Regions from separate parts of the Mus musculus genome. Here all the other regions are linked to region 1. The links are chromatin contacts, called in public HiChIP or PLAC-seq and promoter capture Hi-C maps. All regions are on one chromosome and are shown on one strand. The core of a region is the stretch at or near the end of the contact, and the rest is flanking DNA. Distances in the headings are between cores, read along the strand shown. Region 1 holds the start of Tmem62 (transmembrane protein 62). Region 2 overlaps Zfp106 (zinc finger protein 106). Region 3 overlaps Zfp106 (zinc finger protein 106). Region 4 holds the start of Stard9 (START domain containing 9).

What was found. Promoter capture Hi-C pulls out the DNA fragments that hold promoters and counts their contacts. HiChIP or PLAC-seq counts read pairs in DNA pulled down with a chosen protein or histone mark.
Region 2: a promoter capture Hi-C map of embryonic stem cells shows a contact between it and region 1, with 2.6 times the contacts expected there. The contact joins the enhancer-like site here to the promoter of Tmem62 in region 1. A contact is called at or near these places in 4 of 39 promoter capture datasets (the C10 cell line, embryonic stem cells and liver), 5 of 115 datasets of contacts at active chromatin or transcription factors (the 230-238 cell line, embryonic limb bud, embryonic stem cells and 1 more) and 1 of 9 other capture datasets (adipose tissue).
Region 3: a contact with region 1 is called in an H3K4me3 HiChIP or PLAC-seq map of stem cell-derived neural progenitor cells, with 15 read pairs. The contact joins the enhancer-like site here to the promoter of Tmem62 in region 1. A contact is called at or near these places in 4 of 39 promoter capture datasets (the C10 cell line, liver and pre-B cells), 1 of 484 Hi-C or Micro-C datasets (embryonic stem cells), 3 of 115 datasets of contacts at active chromatin or transcription factors (the 230-238 cell line, embryonic forebrain and stem cell-derived neural progenitor cells) and 1 of 9 other capture datasets (adipose tissue).
Region 4: a contact with region 1 is called in a promoter capture Hi-C map of the C10 cell line. The contact joins the promoter of Stard9 here to the promoter of Tmem62 in region 1. A contact is called at or near these places in 9 of 39 promoter capture datasets (the C10 cell line, embryonic stem cells, erythroid cells and 5 more) and 2 of 115 datasets of contacts at active chromatin or transcription factors (embryonic stem cells and pro-B cells).

What each region holds. Positions count from the first base shown.
Region 1 is chr2:120,973,788-120,980,901 of GRCm38.p6, forward strand. Tmem62 (transmembrane protein 62) reads left to right here and starts at 3,275. Exons shown (of 14, transcript NM_175285.3): 1 at 3,275-3,691; 2 at 3,912-4,023; 3 at 5,344-5,481; 4 at 6,686-6,731. The coding sequence starts at 3,512.
Region 2 is chr2:120,511,823-120,518,936 of GRCm38.p6, forward strand. It overlaps Zfp106 (zinc finger protein 106), which reads right to left. Exons shown (of 22, transcript NM_011743.3): 16 at 4,092-4,283; 17 at 3,620-3,682; 18 at 2,321-2,440; 19 at 1,795-1,866; 20 at 881-952. Among named protein-coding and RNA genes, the nearest start is that of 4931402G19Rik, 46 kb to the left of the region's middle. Within about 2 kb of position 2,484, at least 7 of the 459 cell types and tissues checked have an H3K27ac peak or open chromatin away from gene starts, as enhancers often do. A contact at or near this core is called in embryonic stem cells, where this site is marked.
Region 3 is chr2:120,537,332-120,544,445 of GRCm38.p6, forward strand. Zfp106 (zinc finger protein 106) reads right to left here. Exons shown (of 22, transcript NM_011743.3): 4 at 1,964-2,161. Among named protein-coding and RNA genes, the nearest start is that of Zfp106, 23 kb to the right of the region's middle. Within about 2 kb of position 2,645, at least 151 of the 459 cell types and tissues checked have an H3K27ac peak or open chromatin away from gene starts, as enhancers often do. A contact at or near this core is called in adipose tissue, embryonic forebrain, liver and 1 more, where this site is marked.
Region 4 is chr2:120,626,071-120,633,184 of GRCm38.p6, forward strand. Stard9 (START domain containing 9) reads left to right here and starts at 3,051. Exons shown (of 33, transcript NM_001370940.1): 1 at 3,051-3,200; 2 at 5,353-5,422. The coding sequence starts at 3,154.

The DNA.
Region 1 (7,114 bases), core at 2,025-4,524:
TTGTTTATATTTTGTGTGTATGGGTATCTTGCCTCTATGTATGTCTTTGTACCACTTGTGTACAGTACCCAAAAGCCCAGAAGAGAGGAATGGATTCCCTGAAACTGGTCCTGGGAATTGAAGCCAAGTCCTCTGGAAGAGTAGTGAATGCTCTTAACTGCTGAGCCATGTCTCTAGCCCAGAGAAAGGATATTTTTAAAGGATCTGCCCATCTTTTAAGGAAAGCATTTTTAATATCTTCCTGTTTTCCTAACCAGATGTGATTGGACCCTTCCTTCCTGTTGGAGGACTAATTTAATAATAATTAAATAATAGAGGCTATATACTTCTAGAAGCAAATTTGTTCATTGGGATTCAGTACATTTTATTTTTGCTACTTGGTTTTAAATTTAGGAGCATTAAACTTACTGGACTTCCTCATCTATAAAACAGATGCCTATATAAAGTTTGTAAAGATGAATGAGGCACTACCAAAAGCCCAGAATGCCTGGTTTCCAATAGTACAGTGTTTGGTAATAGCTAAGTGAACTCCCTTCTCACCCCATGGTTTTCTTCTATACAAAAGCACTTTCATTTAGGGGGAAGGGAGTCAGGGATCAGCATACACAGTCTTTCCATTGTGAATGCCTCATTAGGCATCAGCATCCCCAACCACGGGCCTAGAGTTTATTACTGTTTGGTATCCTCAGGTAACAATGCCCATCCAGACTTGCAGAGTTCTTTCTTCGCTATGGATTCTTGTGCTTATTGCCTCTATTCTAATGCAAGGAATAAAGGCACAGCACATCATGCCCGGCTTTTTAAAATAACTGCTGAATTTTGGTTGAGATTGCTATAATACTTTTTAACAGTGGGGTGCTCGGTTGTTTGTTTTTGTTTTGTTTGTTTTAGTCAGGGTCTCACTATGTAGCCTACATGGCCTGGAACTTGCTAGCTCTCTTCTACAGTGCTGTGACTAAAGGTGTGTGCCACCACACCCAGTTAAGTATCTATGCTTTCTATATATCTCATGAATAGATTATTCATCCCTGGCTATGATGCTGATTTTCTTTCATAATATTCTTCAAAAACTTGTGTTTGACCTTTTAATTTCTATTCAAAAAACAAAAAAAAATTGTTATATATTTTAAACACTTTGTGGAATGGCATGAATAATTTTGTCCATGAAATAAAACTTCATAGAATTTTCTACTTCTTGTGTTATGTAGCCCAGGCTGGACTTGAACTCCTGACTTTTATGTCTCTAAGGTGCAATTCAAATCATATCTCAAACTTGCAAGTTGGGATTATAGCTGTATGGCACCACTTTTTAAAAATTATTTATTATTTTATGTAAGTACACTGTAGCTGTCTTCAGACACAGCAGAAGAGGGTGTCAGATCTCATTATGGATGGTTATGAGCCACCATGTGGTTTCTGGGATTTGAACTCAGGACCTTCAGGAGAGCAGTCAGTGCTCTTAACCGCTGAGCCACCTCTCCACCCATGGCACCACTTTTATCTCAAGAAACTTTCTTATATATATTGCTGTGAGACTCTCTTATCTATGTATACTACGTATATTGTATGAAATTTAATTTGCATGCCACACAAATCTCTTCTGAAATCTACCCTGAAATGTTTTTGTCAGCCTAACCTCCATTGTTATCTCTGACCTTAAAGTTTATTCACATTTCCCACAAACATACTATATAGTCTTACACTTCTATGCTCTTGCATTGGTCTGTCCTTGGCCTTAAGTGTGTCATACTATAAATCTTAGGAAGTTTATTAGCCTGTTATTAACACACTTTTACCCCATACATTTTTCTTCAAATTTACTTTAGTTATTGTATGATATTCTGTTGTGTGTGTCATTTTAAAGATTTTTAAAATTTTGTTTTATTTGAGACAGAATCTCATTATGTAGCCTTGACTGGCCTCTAACTCAGAGATCATCCTGTCTCTGTCTCCATGTGCTGAATTAAAGGCTTGAGCCACTAAGCTTGGCTTATTTTAAAGGTTTGTATTGTGAATTGTTTCTAGTATCTTTATTTTCCTTTTACAGTTAAATTTTTTTAACATTTTATTTTTAAGGGCTGAAGAAGTGCCTCAGTGGTTAAGAGTACTTGTGGCTCTTACAGAGGATTGAGATTCCGCTCTCAGCACTTACATAGTCCTTCACAACAGTCTGCAACTCCAGTGCGAAGGGATTCAGTGCCCTCTTCTGTCCTCCATGGGCAATTCACACACATGGTACACAGACATACATGCAGGCAAGATACTCATACCCATATGATAACAATAAAGATTCTAAAAAATATTTTGTAGGGGCTGGAGAGATGGCTCAGCAGTTAAGAGCCCTGACTGCCCTTCCAGAGATCCTGAGTTCAATTCCCATAACCACATGGTGGCTCACAACCATCTGTAATGGGATCGGATGCCCTCTTCTGGTGAGTCTGAAGAGGGTGACTGTGTACTCACATACATAAAATCAACATGTAAATCTTTTTAAAAATTGTAATTAATTTTTTGGGGGGATAGGGTCTCTCTACATAGTCCCAGCTGTCCTGAAACTCATTATGTAGACCAAGCTGGCCTCGAACTCACAGAAATCTTCCTGCGTTTGTTTCCCAAATGCTGGCATTAAAAGTGTGTGCCATCACACCCACCTAAAAATATTTTATTTTTGTACTAATTATATGTGTGTCTGAAAGTGGGTTTATGCAACCCAGTGCATTCTCTATAGAGAACAGAAGGGGGCGTTGTATTCCCTGGCGCTTGTGGTCAGAAGCCTTCTAATGTAGGTGCTGGGAACCACACTGGAAATGCTCCCTTATGTTTTCTGTTTGCATCAATGGCTTATTACAGTCCAGAGATGTTGAACTGATTGAAAAATTACAACACTGACAATATATCCCAAGGAAATATTGTTTAAAGCACGATTTGTATAAAAATGTTTATTCTTAATAGCAACACATATTAAAGAGTTGAAAGCCAACAATAAAGAAGTAGGTTTGATAAATTAAGGCCACGACTAGACTCTAATTCTGCTTCAGGCAATAGAAAAAGTTAATTTACAAGTATACTACAGTGCCACAATACCATAACAAGTACATATAAAATCAGATTAAGGAAAAAGATAATTTCCACAAGATAAGGAATCCTGTGGGGTTATGTTATTCGTGAAGGAGCCAGAGTGAGCCGCCCGTCGCATTTGTACTTTAAGAGGCGTCCTGATACTCACTTTGATTCTCACAAGCACCCCGCACGCACGCAAGGTGTCATTAACTTCGCTTTACAGGTGCTGAGGTCGCACCACGGTCAGGGATGCCAGACCCTGGTGGAGCCAGGTGGCGAGCTGCCTCCCTGCCACCCCCTCGCTTGGCTCTTCCTGGTCCTCACTAGGTTGTCAAACGCCGGGCAACCGGGCTGCCGCGGCGCGGAGGCCTGGGCTGAGGCGAGTTGCGGAGGCGGCGGGAGGCCACAGAGGCCGGAAGTGCGGGCCGGAGCGCTCCGGGGCTGCGCCGAGATGGCGAGAATGCTGGCGGTCCGGGTGGTGGCAGGGCTGGCGGCGGCCGCGGTGGCCGCCCTGCTGTTGGAGCACTACGGCCTGGCTGGGCCGACTACGCCGCTGCCGAAGCCCAGAGGCTCCCAGAGGCCGCACCCCGCCCCGGGCTCGGAAGCCAACAACATCTTCTGGGGGCTGCAGGTGAAGTGGCGGGAGGCCAGGGGAGGGCACAGCGCGGGGCGGGCTCGCCCAGCAGGGGGCCTCGGTCGCAGTCCGCCGGGAGGCTCGGCTCTCCTTCCCCGGGGTTCGTTAGGGCATCTTTTTCTTTCCCTTCCGCTCCCCGAGAGCTGACGGGCCACCCGTGTCGGTGCGGCTCTTCCTGACTCAGATAACGTGTCTGTCCAATGCCTGCTTTTGACAGATATCCGACATTCACCTGAGCAGATTTCAAGATCCAGGCAGAGCGCTGGCCTTAGAGAAGTTCTGTTCGGAAACTATTGACATCATTCAACCGGCTCTTGTCCTGGCCACTGGTAGGAAGGATTCCTGTGCTGTGTGCGGTGCGGTGGTGGTGTTCTATGGTCCTGATGGTAGAATGGGCAGCAGCTATTCGCTTGAGGGTGTTGGCAACTCTGGCCCTAGACCGTCAGTGAGCCCTTTGAAGTGGTGGATAATGGAGTCAGGATCCAGGCTAAATGCTTTGCCATCTCAAGGTTTTTCTCAGTAGGAATAAGGCTTGTGATGCTTACGACCAGATGTTGTCTGCCATATTTGTGTTGTGTGTGTGTGTGTTTATGTGTGGGTGTGTGCGCACGTGCGCGTGTATTGATGGTGATGATGTCCTGATGAATTTGAATATTAGGGGGTGCCCTATAACCGGGAATCAAAAGCTCTCCTTTGCTGACTTATATTTTTCTGTACAAGGAGGTTATGTTTTCAGTTGTTTGAGGACTCTTCAAACCTGTGCACGTGTGAGCCCAAAGGTTGGGTAGGAAAAGCTCCAAAGAGTTGTGTTCTGTGTTCTGTTTTTTGGGTGGCTCGGCTGTCACTCACCCTTCTGAAACATGTCTCTTACTAAGATGAAGTATCTGTCCTCAGATAATGAATAAGTCCCTGCTTCAGGTGTTCTGTTTACTTCCTAGAAACTTTAGCATTTCATTGGTCAAACTAGATTGTTTTTTGCTCTGAAATAATGCTTGGTCACAGCATAAATCCTGGTTTAGGGGTTGGAAAACAACTGTTGCAATAGGTAATAGGCACTTGCTACAATGTTGCAACATCACACAAAGGAGTTTCATTGAATTTTGTACTGTGTCTCTTTTCTCTCTCTCCCTCTCCCTCTCTCCCTCTCTCTCTCTCTCTCTCTCTCTCTCTCTCTCTCTCTCTCTCTCTCTCTCTCTCTCTCTCTCTCTCTCTCTCTCTCTCTCTCTCTCTCTCTCTCTCTCCTTATTATGTATATCATGTTCTGCCTGCATGCCAGAAGAGGGCACTAGATCTCATTATAAATTGTTGTGAGTCATTATGTGGTTATAGGGAATTGAACTCAGGACCTCAGGAAGAGCAGCCATCTCTCTAGGCCATTGTAGTGGGCTCTTTAAGTCATTCCCCTCCCCCCACAACTCACTCCTAATATCGCTATAGACTACACAAACACTTGTTAACCTATAATAACAATACCCTTGCTGAGATAATCTTGTTAGTTTAAATGGCTTAAATGGTTTGCTTTGGACATATGTGGACTCAATTGATTTTTGTATTCGTGCTGAATAGTTTACAAATTTGTGTTGAACATGCTTGTTTGAGTCCCCTGGAGTTTATTTTACATTTCAAGTCCATTCTGTGTAAACCCACAGGAGACCTGACAGATGCCAAAACAAAGGAACACTTGGGATCCAGACAACATGAAGTAGAATGGCAAACTTACCAGAGAATTCTGAAAAAGACAAGAGTCATGGAAAAAACCAAGTGGCTGGATATCAAAGGAAATCATGGTAAATCTGCCAAGAGCAGAATAGAATATAGCTTCCTTCAAAAATATAGATTTTTCTAGTTTAGATTATAGAGTTATAAAATGGAAAATTGTAACATAAATTTGGACATAGTGAAGGCCAAATCTCTTATGTGCAGCTATAAAATACGATATTAAGACATCAGAGACAGGTAGAGCTCTGTGAGTTTGGGGCCAGACTAGTTCCAGGTCAGCTAGGCTGCATAGCAAAGCCCCTGTCTCAAAAAACAAAACAAAACAAAAAAAAAAAAAAAACAAAAAACAAAGAACATTGAGATGGAGATGTCATTGTTGGCCTTTCCAGTGAAAGTTGATATAGTGTTTTCTTCTTTACATGGGAGAAAGTGTTCTTCAGAAATTCTTGTGGGAAAATGTTTAAAATGGGTAAAATAAATAAATAAAATAGAAACACCCCTATATGTGTTAAAAAAAAAAGAAACTCCATCTACATTTTCCTGTTGTATGATTCCATTTATATGACATTCAAGAAAAGATAAAAACTATAGGCAGAAAGACAGGTTGTGGTTGCCAGAGGTAGAAATAGAAGGAGAAACTGACTTTAAAGATTTGGGATATGATTGAACTGCTATTTTGATTGTGGTCTTAAATATATAACTGTGTATTTGTCAAAGGCCATAGTACTGAGATTATAGCTTAGTTGGTAGAGTGCTTGCCTAGTATGCATGAGTCATTTGGCTTGGTCCCTAAAACTGCATACTGGATGTGGCAGCATTCCTGAGGTAGAGGCAAGAGTACCACAAACAGATTCAAGGTCATTCTCTCTGGCAGAGGGAGTTCCAGGCCAGCCTGACTAGAGACTCTGTGTAGAAGCACTTGTTACGGTTGTATAGATTTGTTTCTTTCTGACTCTATAATCCCATGATTAAAACAGCAGCAACAAGACAGGTATGGTAACACATGCCTATCCTCCCAGCTCAAGGGAGGTCAAGGCAGGATAAACAAGTTTGAGGCCAACATGAGCCACCTAGAAAGTTTCAGGCAAGCAGAAACAACAGTCTACTCTTAGAACTTTCAAACTGATTTCTTCTGAACAAAATTACAATGTGCCTACTATTCTCCGGTATGCTCAGTCAGTAAAGTTACTGCTTTTAAAGTGTGCAGTTGGTTGACACCTTGCCATTTAATGTGTTATAGAAAGTGATACATGTTTGCTTTTCTTCTTTTAGATGCATATAACATCCCAAGTCTGGAGAGCATCGCCAATTATTACAGGTATCTAAATGACCACAAGACAGACTACGAGATCAAAAGAGTCTATCAAAAGAAGGGGACAGTCCATTCAATAAATGGATAAACTCACTTCTAACAGATGAAATTTCTGTAGAAAGAGCTTTGGATAATTTAGAAAATGAGTGTGTGGTGTGTGTATGTATGTATGTGTATGGTTTGGTATGGTGTGTGTGTGTGTGTGTGTGTGTGTGTGTGTGTGTGTGTGTGTGTGTGTGTGGTGTATGTGTGTGTGTATATTACAATCAGTCCTTTTAAAAAATATTTTTCTCTGCTTTGATACTTTTTGGAATTTGCTTTCAGGTTGGTCTGAATTGTCTAATTCTCCTTCTAGCCTCAGCCTCACATGCACTAAGAATATAGTCATC
Region 2 (7,114 bases), core at 1,234-3,733, 460 kb before region 1:
ATTAATTCTGGTAAAGGGATCAGGGTTTGGGGAAAAGAAACCCAGAGCTAAACGTCTCGCTGGTCACTTCTAGCACTAGAACCAGCTAAAAACAAGGCCTATACAGATGGTGCTTAAGTTTTGTGGGCTAATTATTAGCTTCTATTCTTTAAAAACCACACAATTTAGCCCAGTAGACTAAGACAAAATTAGAAATTTAAAACTGCAAGTTTCGGTGGCACACGCCTTTAATCCCAGCACTTGGGAGGCAGAGGCAGGCGATTTCTGAGTTCAAGGCCAGCCTGGTCTACAAAGTGAGTTCCAGGACAGCCAGGGCTATACAGAGAAACCCTGTCTCGAAAAACCAAAAAAAAAAAAAAAAAAAAAAAAAAAGCAAGTTTTTGTTCGCCTATTCATCAGAAACCAGCAAGGACATAAGTCAAGTCTTGAGTACTTGTAATACCAGAGGAGGGCTGTGCAGACAGGAAAGGCTACAAAAATAAGCCCCACCATTTACTTCCTGTACTGATTTAATGAAACAGAAACCACCTAGGAGGGGAGAGACTTCAGTGGCAAAGGACTTGCCCATCACCTGTGAAGTTTAACCCTTAGTACTACAAACAAGACAAAACAACTCCCCGACTCCTCAAAACAAAGCAACCAGGGGACAAAGTGAGAAGATACAATTTATATATCTCATATCTAACTTGAGATTTTTCAATAAAGAAGCCAAAAAGCATTCTGTGTATTCTTCCAACATGAAGCTTGTCTGCCATAAAGTAAAAGAATAGGTGTAAGGCCAATCATGAAATGAGAACGTTACATTGATTGATGATCAAGAGGATCAACCCAGCCCAGACCAAGCAACCCTCAGGGCTGGTGCCAACAGTCCCATTCTTACCCAACAGCGGTAATTCTGCATCAGATTGAGCCTCACAGCCTGGATGCTGCCATCATAACAGCCAGTGTAAATCTGGAAAAAGAGGTTTGCTTAGGGTATCAGACTAAATAAATATACACAAAGAAAACAGCTACAAAATACTCTTCACAGAAATTTAAATAACATGTAAGACCTGGTCAAAGCCCCTCAGAGGGTCATCCTTGACCTGTGGCTCACAGCAAGGATGGCAGGCTTCAATGTTCCCATGTATTCTGCACTGGGACAGTGCTGCTAACAAACTGGGAGTCTGTTTGCATTGCCAAGAAAGGGCTTCACTACTCAAGATCTTGAAAACATCCATCCTCATTCGACCTCACAATTAAAACCCTAAGTTAAACAGGGAGCCAGGTGGGATGGCTTTAATCCCAGCACTGAGGAGAGAGAGGCAGGTTGATCTCTCTGAGTTTGAAGCTAGCCTGGTCTGCACAATGAGTTCTAGGCCTAACAAGGCTACCATTACACAGTAAAACCTTGTCTAAAAACAAAGAAGAAAGTTAAGTAGGGTCAGGTGAGTTGCCTCTAACTATGCCACACTGGCCAAATATTCTGACTATGTTTCCAGTGTCCTGTTCACAGCATGTCTGCAAAAGCAAGTGTTTTTGGTTTTTTGTTTTTTTTTAAAGCATCTAATTGCATCTTCCACTTAGCTGTAGGAACAGATTTTACTGCACTTATTTTAGCTATTAATGGAAATAGAATGTTCAACAACATTGTTGGGTTACTCCTTAACACAAGCAAAGCACTCAGTAAACAGTAACGGGGCGCATCACAATCAAGTTGGGAAGATGTTACTTAGTAGACACATTATTATCAGCATATGGAGTTCTAAGTAAACACAAAGGCAAAGAAAGACTTGAAAAGCAAGCAATACCCACCACACTCTTATGGATGGTCATACACATAATCATGTCTTTGTGCCCTCCATAAACTTGCAGTCGATCATGGGACTTAAGCAGAAGAAAAACAATTAGAGAATCAATTAGTCAGCGGAGGACTTGATAAAGCTACCATTGTAGGGAAGACTGGACAGGTTTTAAGGGGCTACAGATGCTCTCCAGAAAGCCTGTAAGTTTTGTCAAAGATGACACTAAGCTCAGCACTTGGAAAGAGAAGGCAGTGGGTCAGGAGTCCAAAGATTCTTAGCTACACAGGGCTACACAACCCGTCTCAATTCCTGTCCACCTAGTCACCCACCACCCATAAGAGAAAGAAAGGCAATACAAAAATATTAATTTTGACAACCAGGAGCGTGATCAAGTATCTCAGAGTGGTATCTGAGTGCAGTCCTTGGCCTGGCTGCTTCCTAATCATGGTAGAAGGCTTCTGTAAATGTGGATCCCAATCTCACACCAGCACAATCACCTCAAAGAAGTTATACAAAGTATGTGGACCTAATCCTACCTGTAACTCATAGACACGAACAAACTTGTCCAGGCAAGCAGTCACCATCACTTTCCCCAGAATATTCACCACAGTGACTGCATGGTTGTGGCCTTTATAGATGCGCACAAGCTCCCCAGTCTGCATCAGAAAAGAGGAGGCAGTCAACAGGCTGAGCTTTAGGATTCCAGCCACAATCATTGATTGCAAAGTTCTAAGGGGAGACTCTGAGGTAAACAATGCAGCTCTTCTAATGCTAACAGCTCCCGGTTTTACTCTCAAGGCACCATTAGCTGCACAAACATTACACATATCCTCAGACTTTAACATTTATGGACAAACCAGGTGGCGGAGAGGCACGCCTTTGATCCCAGCACTGGGGAGGCAGAGGCAGGTGGATGAATCTGAGTTCCAGGACAGCCTGAGCTACAGACAGTTTTTCCAGGATAGCCAGGGCTACACAGAGAAACCCTGTCTCAGGAAAACAAAATAAAACAGAACAGAAAACATTTCCTGACTTTGTGTATCTGTATAGGCACACATGCCACAGCACACACTCTGGAGGTCAGAGGACAACTGGAGGTCAGTTCTCTCCTTCTACCAAATGGGTTAAGGGGACCGAACATATCTCATCAGGTTTTGTGGTAAGCACCTTCACCTGCTGAGGCATTCGCCTGCTCCTCTCTTTTTGAAGTATGACTATCCCTGATCCAAGTATCAGAAATGCTCCAGAATCTACAACTTCAGAGCAGAGGCATCAATCGCAGGTGAAAGCATACCATGTGCCAGGTCACAGTCAAAACTTAGACACATTAAAAACAGAATTATCTTCAGGCTATGTATATATCAAATAACTTTTATATTTATACCCAACATATTTATTTTATATATGCAAATGCAATATACAAACAAACAATCTGAAATAAGAAATAATAGCCAAGCTGCACTCTATTACCATTTCACTGGTCCCAAGTAACATGTCAGGATGGCCCAAAGCCATCTACAGACCAGCTGCTTGCCTCTGAGACCTGAGGGTCGGCTCGCAATAGTTTGAATCTGTTCTAATTTAAATACTCGCTAAGAGCCCCAAGTTCAAAACAGGCATTCAAATGAAACCTTCCATACAATCTGAGTCTTTCTCTGATTAGTTCTTTTCGATGAGGATAGGATTTCCAGGTTTGAAATCACCCAAGAGCACACACATGCACACGGGGCTTTACTAGCTAATGAGCGGGTCAGATGTAAGAACCAAGGGTCTGAGGAAGCCTCCAAGCTTTAGACTCCCATGTAAAACCCTTCCACTGCAGCCGCACAGCTTACATGGATGTTGTGAGCATGCACCGACTGGTCGCTGGAGCCACTGAACACAAGGTCATTCACTACCTGAAAGAGAAATGGCGCAGTCACTTCTGCGGAAGTTCTGTCTCCTCTGTAACTTGAAAAGCACACTGGTAAATGTGAATTTCCTTCCTATTTTGAGATGAATGCAAACTGCATGAGATAATGTTTCCCAGACAATTTTCTAACTGAAAATACATGCCTTACCACTCACCAGACACTGATGAACTTGCCAGGGCATTGCTGAGTTCATGGCCTATGCAGGACAACTATGAACTATCCTAGAAGGGCACAGAGTGCGGCCACAATAAAATACATTTGCTTCTTGCTAGCTTTGTGCTTTAACCCAGGCACAAAGGACTATGATCTCCCTGACTGTGCTCTTTACAGGATGCCTGTTCTAAGCCTCACCGCACAGCAGCAGAAACGCCATCAATCCCATCCGTTCCCTCACCTTCATGCACAGAACAGTCTTGCTGTGGCCCTCCAGGGTTCGGAGCAGCAGTCCGTTCCGTGCATCACGAACACTAATGGTGCAGTCGTAAGATCCTACAACCAGCAGTTTTCGGGCACCTTCCTGAGCTGTTGCGAGGCAGCTGACTGCCCGAGGGCCATGGCATTCAAAGATCTCCTGTCGCTTGTTGTTCTGAAAAAACAACCCATCATTCCATAAAAGCAATTTAAAAAAAAAAATTCAAAAACAGCTAACTAAAGTGGCTATAAACCCTCCCATCTACTGCCCATCCTAAATCCCAAAGGTATGTCAGCTCCAACCTTCTTTGCTGTTCATGACTTCCCTACCCTGACCTAGTTGGGCAAACTACACGGAAAATTATTTTCTACCTTTGACCTGAACTGTATTGACCCTAACAACCACCTGACTCCAGCACAGTCTCTGCCAGACTTAGGACTCTTCCACTGTTATTTTTCTTTTCTGAAAAGGGTCTTGCTATGCAACCCAGCTGAGTCTTGAACCATATAGCCAGTCCAGACTACTCTCAAACACAGGAATTCTCCTGCCTCAGTCTTCATACTGCTGGAAGCACCATGCCTATGTTCTCATTGTGTTTTATCCCCCTAAAAGATATGCTATATATCTCATGACATTTCAAAATTTCTCTGCTGAGAGGTACCTGTTTTCTTAAACACATTTAGATTTATTTTTATTTATTGTATGTGTGTACATGTGGGGTACACCATTTATGTATTCAGGTTCCAATGGAGGCTATGTGAGGGTACTGGCTCCCCTGGCTCTGGAGTTACTAGTATTGTGAGCAGCAAGATGAGGGAAATCTGATCCTCCCTCTCTCTCTCTTTAATATTTATTTATTTATTATATATAAGTACACTGTAGCTGTCTTCAGACACTCCAGAAGACGGCATCAGATTTTGTTACGGGTGGTTGTGAGCCACCACGTGGTTGCTGGGATTTGAACTCAGGACCCTTGGAAGAGCAGTCGGCACTCTTAACTGCTGAGCCATCTCACCAGCCCAAATCTGAGCCTCTTAATCACCTAGTCCTCTTTCCAATGTAAAGAAGATTCCAAACTCTCGGGCAAAGATCTGACCAACCTCTGTGGGCATGTGGTGCACAGGCAAAACACTCTTACACATAAAACAAGAGAAATTAATCTAAAACAAATAAGTAAATTTAAATTTTCCACATTTGTGTTACTTTGATCTTCTGCTATACCCTCGCCACCAGATGTGTCTTAGAAGGTGTTTTAACAGAAGATAGCAGTCTTCCTATCAGAATGGAATGTTTATACCATAAATTCTAAAACACATGCTCTACCTCACACTTTATGCACGTCTCCCCTATCTCTTCTCCCCTGCTTTCAATCTTGCTCACAAAGCTTCACATTTCTTCAAACATTTTTTAAAAAGATATTCTGGGTACATACATGAAGTAAAACTCCCAGAAACTCAGCAGAAAGTAGCAGTTGGCAGCTGAGCAATGACTTCAAGCCATCTTGACATGCTAAGAACTGTCTGGAGTTCAGTGTCTAGTGATGGACAGAGCTTGCAAGGTAAACAGTCTATCTTGAGTACTATATTCTGCATTCTAGAACATCGGCCAAAAAGAGCCAGCCCTGATTTGCAAAATTCATGCATGCAAAAGTTTTCAAATCTGTCCTCTACTTCTTGACTTTCAGCCATCTAAACCTTTCTGCCTGACATCAAAGTCTCTTTGTGATGTCAATCTCTGACAACAATACCTGCACAAGAGAAAAATATAACTATTAAGCTTTCGTCCTTATAAATAGAATTGTAATTTGCCCTTTTGTTTTTATTCATATTGCCTAATTCAATCTAATCAGGAGACTGGCACTTCAATTAAAAATCTGCACTTATCACAAGTATCAATGGATCAAATCACTTGATTATACTAGATATACTAGAGTCTTCAATTTTTATTTGAAAAGTTTCCAAAAGGCCAAAACTACCTTGCATGCTTTTCCTTACACAGTCCCAGTCAGTGCTGTTGCAGAGGAGCCCTGGCACTGATGGGGTGTGGAGCTACAGCAGCCACACTTCCGACCCCTGCCTCCATGGATAGTGCTCCTATTCCCTTCTCTCATCTTCAGCCTGTCCTTTCATGTTAGCTGCCACAAAGCCTGCGACAAGGTGTCCCTGATTCTACTAGTAAGTCTTCTCCAAGCTTGTCAATGTACCTTCTAAAGTAGAAATGACAAGTCTCTTGAGGCATAAGCTTGCTACCTATCCTATCAGGCACCAACAACTTAACCTTACTCTGTATAGTGGTAGTTTTATTTATCAACTAGACACAACCTAGGATCATATGGGAAAAAAAGTCTTAATGAGATTTGTCAATTTGGTTTGTGGATAATATGAGAGACTGTCCTGAATGCACTAAGTGGGGCAGAAAGGAGGATGGGGGAAGGACATGGACCGCCCAATGTGGGTACACCATTCCCTGGGTTTAGATCCTGACTGTAAGTGTGGTAAGGGAGCCAAATACAGAAAAGCTTGCATATACGTATTCACTTCTTTCTGTTCGTTGCTGTGGATATGACTGGCTGCTTCAAGTTCTTTCTTTCCTTGACTTCTACTTAATGGTGTAACCCTGAATTGTCAGCCAAATCAAACAAACTCTTTTTGAGTTGCTTTTGGCTGGGTATTTTATCACAGCAACATAAGCTAAGAAACTCTGGGATCCAGGATAGGAAGATGGTGAAATCTGCTCTCCAAATAAGGTGGAAAAGAATGAGGCTGCATGGCTGTTAAGGGAAACCTCAAAATGACTTCACCTTACAGAACAGTCCCCAACTACAGCAGTGTAGTCAGGGAAGTCACATTCATTCTCCATGGTGTCACTCATAAATCAGATGGACTGGTTTAACATATGACTCATTATTTGGCCCAAATATCAAGGCTTGGTTTAATTTAGTAAGGCTGCACTTTGGTCCTAGCATATGTGAGTCTGAGCAGACAGAATAAAGGACTGATCTCACT
Region 3 (7,114 bases), core at 1,395-3,894, 440 kb before region 1:
GTGGCTCACAACCATCTGTAACAAGATCTGACTCCCTCTTCTGGAGTGTCTGAAGACAGCTACAGTGTATTTACATATAATAAATAAATAAATCTTTAAAAAAAAAAAAAAAAAAGAGAGCAGAGTACTTGGCTGCATTTCCTCTACCCACAGAACCATCTTGATGGCTCTTAAATGGCCTTATGCCTGTAGTATTCTGGACATAAATTAGCTCCTTTTTCACAATATAGAATTAAAAATTCGGGGCTGGTGAGATGGCTCAGTGGATAAGAGCACCCGACTGCTCTTCCGAAGGTCCGCAGTTCAAATCCCAGCAACCACATGGTGGCTCACAACCATCTGTAACAAGATCTGACGCCCTCTTCTGGAGTGTCTGAAGACAGCTACAGTGTACTTACATATAATAAATAAATAAATCTTTAAAAAAAAAAAAAAAAAAAGAATTAAAAATTCATCTCTCTGGCATGGTAACACTTGCCTGTAAGCTCAGTACTTGCAACAGGGCTAAGAAGAATGTGAGTTGACTATCTAAAGAGACCCTGCAGCAGTCAGTCAATCAATCAATAAAAGTAAGTGGGTGATTTCATATAATTATGTCATTACAGGGGCATATAAGACTCAAAGAATAAGCATATCAGTGTCTAATCATAGCCTTTGATAATGGTTGATCATTTACATAGCTTAGCTATAATAGTTTTGTTGTGTATGAAAGAAACAAAAATTAGTGTCCTACCCATTTAACTTCCTAAAACAGAAGCGCAGGCTCCACCAGCTGCACTGAGGTCATGAGAATAGTATCTGAAGGACCGCACAGCCCAAGGGGTCAACAATCATGGTGCTATGGGCATCTTAAGACTAAGAAAGTCTTTTTCAAGGACTTACTTTTAAAATGTTAATATCTAGGGTAAAACTACATATTTCCTACCTATATTTAAATCTCTAACAAAAAGCAGGTCAGAGTATGTATAAATAATATTCAAGAAGAATCATTAAAATTTAGAGTTGGAAGTTTCCTCATCACATAGAAGGACTTTAACACTTGTGGACTTCATTAATTGTTCTCTCCTATTCTCTGTCACATTAATAAATAAGTCGTAGCACACACCTATAATCCCACCACCTAGGGAGACAGACACAGAAATTCAGAATCATCTTTCGCTATGAGCAAACTGAAAACTTGCTATGGCTACATGACTGCCTGGCTCAATTAAAAACAAACAAACAAAAAACTTCAGGCTATAAAATCAGGTAAGTAAAACCATAAATGCCTAACACATAAATACATAAACACAGATATACAAAATTAGGAAAAACAATTAGGGAACATATATTGTTCAAATAGTCTTGCTATTGTCAAACTTAAAATATTAATGTTTTAATATAATGTAATATTAATATTACATCTAGAGTGAACCAGGCACTGTATAGTTGTTAGGATGCCAAAGGTAAAATTCAGATTTAAGAAAAGCACCATGCTAATTTATAAGAGGTCATCCTTTCCCCTAAGAGATATTATTTGGGCAACAAAAAATATAATAATACAAATGATAAAAGATGAAATGTCTATTCATTTTACTTATACTCTACGGCTTTCTCATAGAAAAATTGGATAATAAGAACAGTTCAAGACACAGTAACCAAGACCATAGTTTTCAGGACTAAAAACAAGACTGAGTTTAAAGACAGATAATATAACAGTTCAAAAAAGCACTTCATAGTCCTTAGTCCTCAGATAGCAAACTCAAACAAAACTTAATATTTAAAATAAGATTAAGCTTTAAGGGTCTTAAAGTCAGGCTTACTTATCTTTCAATGTCAAATCACAAGGCTGAGTGTAGCTTAGGCTTACTTAGTAGAGTGTACTCTTTGCTGCACAAAGCTCTAGAGGCTCATCCTCAGGACAGAGAAGTTGTCTACATCTAATTCTATCTCAAAAAGCAAAACTAAAAACAAACCAACTTACCGACTTTGTTCTTTTCTTTCTTGTATTAACTGAACAAGTTCCTTATCAAAATACTCTTCCTCTTCCTCTTCCTTTCCATCATCTTCTCTTTCCTGGGCATCAACATTATCTTTGTGCAACTGGCCAGAAATGTGCTTTGCATATGCAGAGAGACCCACTTCTGTGACCCGGCACACTCGGCACTCATGACTAATGTCCCTAGGGAAAGAGGGAGATGAAGGACATTCAATGCTCCCCACTGGCATGGCACACTCACCAGATTGCTAGTTGCCTCTGAAAGACTCTGTATGCAGATGGCCACAGTGGAAGGTTAGAGGGAATCAAGTCGGTGCTCCTCTCACCACTGTTAGTATATTTGCTTATAAATTACTTTGGAATAAATTTAAGATTCTTTTCCAGCAATCAAGAGGTAAAACACTTCAAATTAATAGGCTTTAGGAGAAATCTTCTTGAATTGCTGTACTTAAAATCTTGCCGAAGGAAACATGGTGAAAGGGGAGGCAGGGCAGGGGGCTCAGAGCAAAGACAAGCTGCTCTGGGGCACACCCATGATGGCAGCTGCACTCAGAAAGCCTGGTGACAGCACATCCATTTAATCTCCAGCTCTAAAGTGCTCTTCCAGTGAAAGTTGGGGGTGGAGCAAAGAGGAGGGGGAACAGCCAATCTCAGCTTGGTAACTAAAAATTAAACAGCTGGCACTCTGCCTGGAATGTGAAGAGTCCGGACCCTGGCAAGAGACAGTAGTAGCAAATGTTCTTAGTCTGGATGATACATGTGACACACTGCTTCAGCAGGCTTATTTAAAGGGAATTGAAACCATGTCAAATGTAGGAAGTTAGCAGCTGTTAGGCAAATGTTTTCTCTCCAGTTTCAGAAAATGATGCAGTCCAGATACACACAAAATTGGCTTTTACCTAAACTGGTGATGACTGGCTTGCTTCTGTCTACTTTTTCTTCTACTTGACTCAATAGCAAAATCTCCTCTTTGGCCAGTCTTTTAAAGATTTCTTTTATATATATACACATACACTGCAGCTGTCTTCAGACACACCAGGAGAGGGCATTGGATCCCATTACAGATGGTTGTGAGCCACCATGTGGTTGCTGGGAATTGAACTCAGGACCTCTGGAAGAGCGGTCAGTGCTCTTAACTGCTGAGCTATCTATTTTTCCAACTGTGTTTGGCCAGTTTTAAGAATCAAAATCTTAAATCCTCTTTAATATGTAGCAGATCAATAATTTAACTGTTTCTAAGTTCTTTCAATCCCCTGATTACGTCATCTGTCTGTGCAACAATAATGAGAAGCGTGCAACTGTGGCTGTCCAATAATTCAAACTTAGTCTAAGTGCTTGTGCTATGGGTTTATAGTAGTGATATTTCTGTGATTCCCACACCAATGTGGGTATCTACATCTGTCTGCCTATATAAATCTCCAGACACATGCTATGAAACACACTCAGTCACCTCCCCCAACCCCCAGTTTTAACCAAACTCAATCAAAATAAGCAGAATTGACATGAATTAACAGAAGTCCTTGAAACTGAGCACTTCATTTACTAGAAGACACTTTCTGTTACAAATCACTTGAATGCCCATTTAAAGCAAAGCAAAACAAACACTTTACCAACAATTACTAAATGCCAAGCAAAACACTATGTTACTTAGTTACAAACTATAAAAACTCAAACAATGCCTGATACATCTTAAAATACAATCATGAGGGCTAGAAAGATGGCTCAGTAGTTAAGAACATTTTTCCTTGTCTCAGAGAATTTCTGAGGGCCATGGGATCTGACACCCATTTCTGACCTCTGTGGACACTGGTTCTCACATGGTATGCATTTACTACATAAATACACTAACATACAAAAAAATAAATCGCAGGGAACAAAATGCAATGCAGTTGGACAGGAAATGGTAGGTAGCATTGGGAGTGCAGGGCATAAGGCAATAGGTTTGATCTGCAGCATTGCACTAAGTAGAAGCAAACAGGAGGAACAACAATATGAACTAACCAGTACCCCCAGAGTTCCCTGGGACTAAACCACCAACCAAAGAAAACACATGGTGGGACTCATGGCTCTAGCTGCATATGTAGCAGAGGATGGCCTAGTCGGTCATCAATGGGAGGAGAGGCCCTTGGTCCTGTGAAGGTTCTAGGCCCTAGTATAGGGGAATGCCTGGGACAGGAAGCAGGAGTGGGTGGGTTGGGAAGCAAGGGGAGGGTGGAGGGGATAGGGGATTTTTCGGAGAGGAAATTAGGGAAGGGGATAACAATTGAAATGTAAATAAAGAAAATATCTAATAAAAAATATAATTAAAAAGTAGAAGAAGCAAGAGGAGACGGCAGTGGCTGCAGTCACTAACCCTAACCCTGCAGCACTTGGGAGGCAGAGGCAGAGACCAATGGATCTCTGTGAGTTCAAGGCCAGCCTGGTTCAAAAAGCAAGTTCCAGGGCTACACAAAGAAACCCTGTCTTGAAAAACAAAAATCAAAAAGTAACCCAACCCCCAATAAAGGAAACAGAAACAGCATTATTAAGGGACTGACAAGCAGACCTCTGTGGGTTCAAAGTCAGCCTAGTCCATCTATATACCAAGTTGTAGACCAGCCAGGGCCACAAAGGGAGACCCTGTCTCAAAAATGAAAGGGGGAGGGGGAGCTTGGAAGAGCAAAAGCAGTAGCAACTTTGGGCACACACCCACACCCAATACTGTTTCTTATTTTGAAAGAGTCTCTGAAAATGGAAAAATGTAGAAATCTTACACTTTTTTTTTTAAACTTTGTAGCACAAATGCTTTCATTTAAAAATTTTAAAATGAAGAACTCTGACCAGGTTCCCTAAAAATATCAATGGGTTACCCAAAAATCAATGTTCTAATTCCATACTATCCTATAATATTTTAATGCATTATTTTCTAACCACGTCTATATATTTAAAGATATGTTTAAAGATTAAAGGAATGTAGAAGCTGGGAAATGGTGGCGCACGCCTTTGATCCCAGCACTTGGGAGGCAGAGGCAGGCGGGTTTCTGAGTTCGAGGACAGCCTGGTCTACAGAGTGAGTTCCTGGACAGCCAGGGCTACACAGCGAAACCCTGTCTTGGAAAAAAAAAAAAAAAAAAAAAAGAAAGAAAGAAAGAAAGAGAGAGAGAGAGAGAGAGAGAGAGAGAGAGAGGAAGGAAGGAAGGAAGGAAGGAAGGAAGGAAGGAAGGAAGGAAGGAAGGAAGAGAAAGGAAAAGAAAAGAAAAAGAGAAAAGAAAAGGAAAGAAAAGAGAAAAGAAAAGAAAAGAAAAGAAAAGAAAAGAAAAGAAAAGAAAAGAAAAGAATGTGGAAGTAGAGGCAGGTGGATCTTTGTGAGTTTTAGGTCAGCCTGGTCTATTCAGTGAGTTCCAGGCCAGCCAGGACTACAGAAGTGAGACCCTGTCACAAACAAACAGCTTCTTAAGAATAAAGTTCTTTGAAACAACTAAATTGATGCTAGCTCATTTCTAATAAATTTCTTTAAATAAAGTTCTTTGAAACATCTAAATTGATGCTAGCTCATTCTCTTGTAATAGCAAGCAAATATCTCACAGCAACACAGAAAGTTTATAATATAAATAGGAATCTGCTCACAACGGGCAGCGCCAGAAGACTCTAGAGACTATACGACAAATACCGCACATACACTGCAGCTGAGATCCAAGCCAACTGTCTTTAGTTAGAAATCACATTGTTTTCATCTACGTTTCTACTTATTGTATAAGACACAGCATTGGATGTGGCCACACCAGTTCTATTGGGACTTTTGTACAATGTTTAATTTTTTCAATATAGATTATTATGACTTTATTTATGAAAGAAAAATATATGTTCAAGCCATCAATATACCTCTTTTGAATTTTTCATTAATAATTGGCTTACATACTTTGTATAAACATATAATTATGGATAAAATGTACTGCCTTTGTGTCATAACTAATAAAGGCAATAATTTTCCTCAGGGTGTTTGAAGGGCCCAAATTAGCTCCATCCTGTCACCACGCAATTTCCCCTCATGTACAAAAGGCAGTCTTAAGATACTCTATGCATAAGCCTTTCTTTATTAAGCCTGCTCTAACTAAAACTACAACAGCTGCTCGATAAATAAAGGCATGAGTCTTTGATAGCATCTATCTGAAGTAACTGCTCATATCACACATCTTCCCTATGCCCATATTAGAAACCACACAAAACTTACCAATATGGTCAAGTTTGCCTTTAAAACGGAATATAAAAACTTACGTAGCCAGGCATGGTGGTACACACCTTTAATCCTAAGACTCAGGAGGCAGAGGCAGGTGGATCTCTGTGAGTTAAAAGCCAGCCTGGTCTACAGAGTGAGTTCCAGAACAGTCAGGGCTACACAGAGAAATCATTTCTCAAAAAATGAAAAGGCAAAAAATCAATGAACTATTTTATATTTACAAGATCATAACTCAAAAGTAAACAATAAGCACAGTAATTAAGTATGAAATCCAGAAGAAATGATCACCTATTGAGGCTAAGGGGAACGGGATAAGGATTGAGTTGTCTCTAAGGCACAAACTAGTTATGACTATCCTTAAATTAAGGCTACACGTCAATGAAGTATGTTTGAGACTTTATGGGGTTCTTCAAAAATTGTCTCATTTTTAATGCAACTTATTTGTTATGAGCTAGCAAATTATATAAAACTTGTTATGGCTGGACATAACATGAAGGAACCTTTATCGATATGAGGATCTCTAAATAAAATGAGTTAGGGTGGTCAAGATGTTATTTACAAGAGAAAAGGAACCTATAGAGCAACATAGAGTCAGCATGAGGCTCAGTTATTCAAGATGGAACAAAGCGTTTACATAGATCTAAAGATGTGAATGAATATTAAGTTTGAGTAGGCCAGATAACAGGACAGAAAGGGATTTTATTAAAGAGGAAAAAGGTGAACAGACTTTTTTTCCCTCTTTGAGACAGGGTTTCTCTATGTAGCCAAGTCTGTCCTGGAACTCCCTATGTAGACCAGACAGGTCTTAAACTCAGAGATCCTCCTGCCTCTGCTTCCTGAGTGCTGGGAATAAAGGTGTGTGTCTCCATACCTGGCCCAACAAGATACTGCAATTCTAAATTCTAGACATCTATACATCA
Region 4 (7,114 bases), core at 1,801-4,300, 350 kb before region 1:
TTTCCCATAGCTGCACAGATAGAAGGCAGTCCTCTTTCCCATAGCTGCACAGATAGAAGGCAGCCCTCTTTCCCATAGCTGCACAGATAGAAGGCAGCCCTCTTTCTCCCTTCCCCTGGTCTATGTGCTCTAACTCCTCCCGCGTTAAGTGCTATTAGGGCAGAATTACATGCGAGATGTGGTTTAGAATGGCTGAATACCCAGCTGCTGATCCCACGAACTCCCCTGCCTTCCATAAGGGGATGCAAATAGTCAAGTCCAGCTGGAATGATCTGAACTCCCAAAGATGGTGACCCCCCACACACACACACCATTTTGAAAATTAGAACATGCAAGTCAAATAATTTTACTTTCTCCAAAACTTTCCTATGTTTCCCAATCCACTGAATAAAACCAAGAAGCCACTGTGGCTTCATATTAACTCCATGATCCTGGCTCTGCACCTCGGTCTACCCCTACGAAGACTGTCTTACAAGCATGGGGTCTTACACTGACCTGCTCCCTGTGTCTGTCCTTTCACACACAGCATGGCTTTTGTTTTGTTGTTTGTTTGTTTTGTTTTGTTTTGTTTTGTTTTGATACCAGGTCTTGATATGTGGTCCAGGTTAGCATGGAACTCAAAATTCTCCTGCCTCAACTGAAGCAGGACTCTGATTATACACAGGACTCTGATTACACAGCCCTCCAATCTCGGGCTCCATGATTCTGTTCTCTTTACAACTAGTTTTGTTCTTTTTTAAAGATTTGTTTATTTATTTTATGTATGTGAGTACATTGTTATGAACCATCATGTGGTTGCTGAGCATTGAACTCAGGCCCTCTGCTCTCTCCGGCCCAAAGATTTATTATTATTATATGCTAGTACATTGTAGCTATCTTTAGACACACCAGAAGAGGGTGTCAGATCTCATTTCGGATGGTTGTGAGTCACCATGTGGTTGCTGGGATTTAAACTCAGCACCTTCCGAAGAGCAGTCAGTGCCCTTACCTGCTGAGTCATCTCACCAGCCCCGTTCTTGCTTTTTAAAACATACTTTTAAATTTTAATTTGCTGCATGGCTAAACATTTTTTAAAACTGTTTTTACCTGTTAGTCTACTCCCAGTTCTATGAGGTCAGAGGTTTCACCAGACAGGTGTGTTCTGATTGCTTAGAACAGTGTCTGCCTTAATAGAGGCTGACGTAGGAAATTCTATGAACTAATAGTCTCTGAAAAACTTCCCAGCCTTACTTTCCTCAAATATAGTGGGGTGTCACTGGTATCAGTGAGGACTTCCTTTAAGAGTCTATATAAAGTAGTGACTTTCTTAACTTTCTCTTTAACCACCTAACACTGTTACTCTCTTTTATTCCCTTTTATTTTTCTTTGCATTTTGTGTCTGGCACAATGTTATACACATTTAGATAGTTATTTCCTTTTCCATAAGATCCTAATTCTCATGAAGGAAGTGACTTGGGGTTTTTTGTTTTTTGGTCTGTGTGTTTCTTGTTTGTCTTGGTTTTGTGTGAGTCTCTCTCTCTCTCTCTCTCTCTCTCTCTCCCTCCCTCCCTCCCTCCCTCCCTCCCTCCCTCCCTCCCTCCCTCCCTCCCTCCCTTCCTTCCTTCCTTCCTTCCTCTCTTTCTTTCTTTCCTTCCTTCCTCTCTTTCTTTCTTTGAGACAGGGTTTCTCTGTGTAGCCCTGGCTGTCCTGGAACTCACTCTGTAGACCAGTCTGGCCTTGAACTCACAGAGATCCACCCGCCTCTGCCTCCCAATTGCTAAGATTAAATAAAGGCTTGCAGAACCACTCTCCAGCTTATATAAACTCTAACCCTAATATTAATAATACAATGGCTAACCCTACCCCACCTCTCTCTAATCATGATGTTTGACGATTTAGTAGTCTTCAGTGGACACAAATTTGTCACCATCAGAAACGGACCCTTGTTTCTGTTTTTGCTGTTGTGAGACATGGGAGCTTCCTGTGTGGAGGTCTTGGAACTCCCCAGTGTTGGAATTGTTAAGTGTTCATCAGCACCCCAGGTCTCAGAGCTGGGCTTCAGGCTTTACAGCTATAAATAGCTATTTCTTATTTGAATAAACCAGCTCTGATCAGACAGCATTTGCTCTGTATGTACTATAAATACTGCTTAGGGTGGTAGTGAAGTTACAGGGCAACCGAGAGAAATTTGTCAGTAAGTTAGGAAAAAAAAAAAAGAAAGAAAGAAGAAAAAAAAAGCCTCTTCATTTTTTTTTTTTTTTTTTTTTAGGCTGGGCATGACAGCCCACACCTTTTTTTTTTTTTTTTTTAAGATTTATTTATTTATTATATGTAAGTACACTGTAGCTGTCTTCAGACACTCCAGAAGAAGGAGTCAGATCTTGTTACGGATGGTTGTGAGCCACCATGTAGTTGCTGGGATTTGAACTCCAGACCTTCGAAAGAGCAGTCGGGTGCTCTTACTCACTGAGCCATCTCACCAGCCCCAAGCCTCTTCATTTAAACGCACCTTAGAATTACAAAATCATTTGTTTTTCTCATTTCATTGTTGTTGTTTTGAGACGGGACTTCACGCTGAACTCCAGGCTGACTTCAACTCACCATGTAGGCTAACCTTGAATTCAAAATATTCTTGCCTCAGCCTCTACGATAGGCTCCACTTTATTTTTGACCTTAAAATTTAGCCGCAGTTTTGACATAGCAGACCAATAGGGTAAAAAATAAAATTACTAATTTCCTTCATGAACTTTCAAGTATTAACCAGAAATTCAGTCACCAGATTTTAGAACAAAAGAGATACTACAGCTTGCGTAGGACAGTCAGCGGTGCGAGGGGTAGAACGAGACCAGGTTGCTCAGCCCACCTGCCTCAGGATTGGCTAAGGCTCCGCAGGCCCCGCCCCTGTCTGGCGTTTCCTTGCACTCGGGCGGGAGCGTCCAGAGAAGTGAGAGGGTGGAGCAAGGCAAGGAGGCCCACCCCCATCTGTCTCAGGATTGGTTGATACCTAGTGGGCCCCGCCCCCTAGGGCGAGGCTTGGGCTGCGGTCGGGAGGCGCGTGGGACGGGCGGGGCAGTCTGTGGCTCTTGCAGTGCCTGTGGCTGGGTCTGTTCGCTGGACGCCGGCCAGGGATGCTTCCGCCGGACCGCTGTGTGGGTCTTGGGTTGTGGCGGAGGGATGGCGAATGTGCAGGTGGCCGTGAGGGTCCGGCCTCTCAGCAAGCGGTGAGTCTGTCAGGAGGGGGCGCCTGAGGGGTCAAGTGAGCTGAGAGGAGTGCGAGGTCCCTGCCTTCCTCAGGGTGGACTGGCGTGGAGAAAAAAAAAAAATCAGACACAGATTGTCATGGAGGCTCAGGGTCCAGAAGGCCTGGAGGGACAGGGCTTCGCGTCCTAGGAGATAGCAGTTCTTGTGTGGCTCCAGGAGTCGCTGCCCTGTGTGCATGTCCTTGGTGACCTGCCAACTAGTTTCTAGGGACCCTGGCTTGGGTCTTGGTGCACGTAGTAGGGCCTTTCTCACGGAGCATGACGTGAGGAAGTACAAAAGGATGGGCAGACTCCACTACTTTTGGTGTTCTGGGAGTACCCAAGTGAGGACTGGAGGCTGTTGTGTCCGTATATACACATGGGATTGCTCCAAGAGGACATAGGAAAAAGAATTATCAGGATATGGAAGGAAAATAAAGGCCCAGAGAAAGTACACTCTCAACCTGTGCTCAGTAGTTGGTGTGATTTAAAGACTGAACTGTGACATAGGGGAAGTTTCTCCAGACATCTCTTCTTGGTGTCCTCCATGCTAGCTAGTTCCTTGTGTAGGAGCCTGATTCTGCACCCCTCAGCCCTTGAGGCATCCAGTGTGAAGCTGCACACTTCATCCTCTTTTCCTCTCACTTGGGAAGTCAGAGAATGCTTTGCACAAAAGTTGGTGTCAAAGAGCTGTTGTGAATGATCTTTGAGTTTTCTGACAAGTAAGGAGAAGAAGTGCAGAGTCCTCCAAGAACAGGAAGAAAGAGCAAATCTCTGCTCTTAGGGTGTAGATGGAAGCCTTGGACACCTGCTTGGGTTGAAGCGGAAGAGTGATGGGTGATAAAACTGGCAGAGTGTGGGTCTAGACCAGATGACATGTATTGGAATTAGCAGGTTTTTTTTAACTGTCCAGTACACAAGATACCTTGGTAAATGGGAACAGAGGTCAAAAAGGGCATTGTCTCCTATGACGAAAATGGTTCTGTATGGGTTAGGTTTGTCCTTTTAGAGGCCATCTGCTTTTAAAAGTTTAGACCGAATGAGAGCAGTGAGATAGGAGGAACACAAAAGAGTGTACCCCAAATTGCTGTGTTTTGATTGGTAAATGACTTTTTAAACATCTGGCTTTATATCACTGCCTGTGGTGACTCAGGGCTGGGGGCCTCCTGGGAGTAGCTGCTGTCTAGGAGGAGGTCCTTTCCAAACTGTCTTTTAGGATTTGTAGGATAGCAACATTGACCACTTACTCTTAACTGTTTAGTTCCTTGGAAACCAGCAATTTCAAATAGCATGGATTAGATTAGGAAAATGCTGTTGATATTTGCAGTCACTGCTAAGAATAATGTATCTCATCCAACAACAATGAAAAACAACCAGGAAACTTACTTTCAGCACCAGTGTGGGGCCTTGAGAGTAAGTGGTAGACTGTCAAGCCCACTGATCTCCAGGAGTGAGCAGAGTTTAGCAGGCTCCCGGTTCACAAGGACCATAGATTCAGAGGTAGTTATGTAAGCACTCAGTGCAATCTCAGCCAAGAAGTCAGAGCAGACCATTCTTCAATTCCCACAGAAGTCTGCAGAGATAGTGGTAGTACCCGCTGCTCATTGAGGTTGTTTTGCATGTGTGGAATCTGCTGATTATGTAGTCTGTGCTAATATTCAAATAAGTCATCAGCACTGATAACTGTATGTGTGAAGGAACCATTAAAGTCACCTAGCCAAAGCTAACATTATTTTTTCCAAATGAGAACATTGTCTTGTTTAAGTTCTAAAAAGCAGGATTTGACTCGCCGCACCATCCTGCTCCTTTCTGAGATGCTCAAAATTACTCCTTTGTTCTATAGGGCTAGAGATGACCTTGAATAAAATAACAGCACAGAAGTGGTTTTGAAGCCCTAGCCTTGACCTCAGCTGTCTGTCACTGTGAGATGCTGTCCTTGTCTATCCAGACTCACTCACTGCTGAAGAGCACCTGCCTGGTCTGTGCTCTGCCCCCACTCTCCTGTGCCTTTCACACCATGCATTCATTTCCCCCACTTTTTTTTAGGGTTCTTAGGATATGTGAGAATCAGTCTCAGAAAACAAAACAAAAAGGGTTTTTTTTTTCTCATTTAAATTCTGTTCTTATTTCTTAGGGAGACCAAAGAAGGGGGAAGAATTATTGTGGAAGTTGATGACAAAGTGGCAAAAATCAGGAATGTAAAGGTAAGCCTGAAATATCTGTTTTTTTTTTAAATTAAGAACTATTATAATTAGGTGGCCTCTTGGGGTGAATATGTCTAGTATATGAAAGAGCAGGAGATGGAAGAGGCTTGTAGAGGAATCGTGGACCAATCATAAAGCAAATAAACAAGAAGAGAATTGTGCGTAGACTCCAGAAGATGTGGTGGTTTGGTCAATGGTCTGCTAACTGGAATAGTGCAGCTGTTTTGTAAACTGATAAGCAGCTGCTTTGAAACTAACCCCAGGGATGTGATAAGGGCCATGATCAGCTTAACTCTTGCCAGGGGCAATTTGTGTGTCTATGTAACTCACCTGGTCACCAGTTAGACTTTATCCTGAGCCCCACAACTGATAATACTTTATCCATGGCATCCTTAGGAATTTTACCAGATAATATAGGGTTTGTGTTGGCCATAATGTGGTCCAGACATCAGACATCAGCCTTCAGATCCCAAAAGGCCACTAACCTGAGTCTTGTTGCAGATTTTCTTTTACCACCCTATTTAATTTTGGAGCACAATTGGACAGGCACAGGGAACTTCCTTCCCTCCCCCCATCTCCTAGTGTCAACTTCCTCCACCCTTCCTGATGTGGAAGATGAATGCGTTCTCCTTTTGTGGAGCTTAAACAGTGGAAAGAAGCCAAGGAGGTGACCACATGACGGCTGCTGTAGTTAGCTTGTGGTATAAGCCGCCATTGCCAAGAAATGAGGAAGCTGAGGCAGAGTGGAGGTTATAGACCTCAGCCTCAGAGCTATGCCCTCTCTTCTGTGATGTGATTTGTTTCCTCTTGACATTCGCTCTTGTTAAAAGGGAATGGGCTCTGCCAAAGTTTCAGCAGGAGCTCCAGGAAGACAAGGGACCGTTCATCCCCTGCCTCCTCTTACTTATCTCTCTTGCTAATCACTTCAGGGTACTTTTGGGTCTAGAGAATAAGCTTGGCCAAGAACAAACTTTAAAAAAATATATTTATTTATTATTTTATGTGTATGGGTGTTGTGCCTACATGTATGGCTGCACCCCACGTGTATACCTTGTGTTCTAGGAGGCCAGAAGAGGGCATCAGATCTCTTCTCTGGGCCTGGAGTTACAGATGGTTATGAGCCACCACATGGGTGCAGGAATCAAACCTGGGTCCTCTGGAAGAGCAGCCAGACTCTGAGCCATCTCTCCAGCCCTGAAGAACAAAGTTAGGTTTTCCGTCTACACACCTTGGCTATTGACTTCCCTAAAGTCGTTATCTATGAACAGGCACTTACTCATGACAGCCAGGTTCTTCTGTAGTTTCTGAATGGCTAATGTCAGAGTTGCCTTTCCCTTTTCAAACTTTACTCTTCTATAAAACTAAAGTTCTCCTCTAAAAGTAAAGTACTCTTCTAAAAAGATATGAGTATCTGTCCCCTTAATCTTTCCCTGGGCACTCTTAGTGCTGCGTTCTCAAGGAGCAGCCCTCGGTAAGTCTTGCTTTCCCTCCTGGATCCAGGCTGGCAGAGGACAATGGAGCAGCCAGCACACAAAGCATGCCTACAGGCTATGGTGACTTTGTAGTATCTTCCCTTTTTACATCTGTGAAGTAGGAATTAGGGGGTGTCCATTGTTGAGTTTTTTTCTACTCTCTGGAGAGGATAAAGGAGATCTCGTAGGGAGACCATTGTCACCTGAAAGCCAGAGTTTA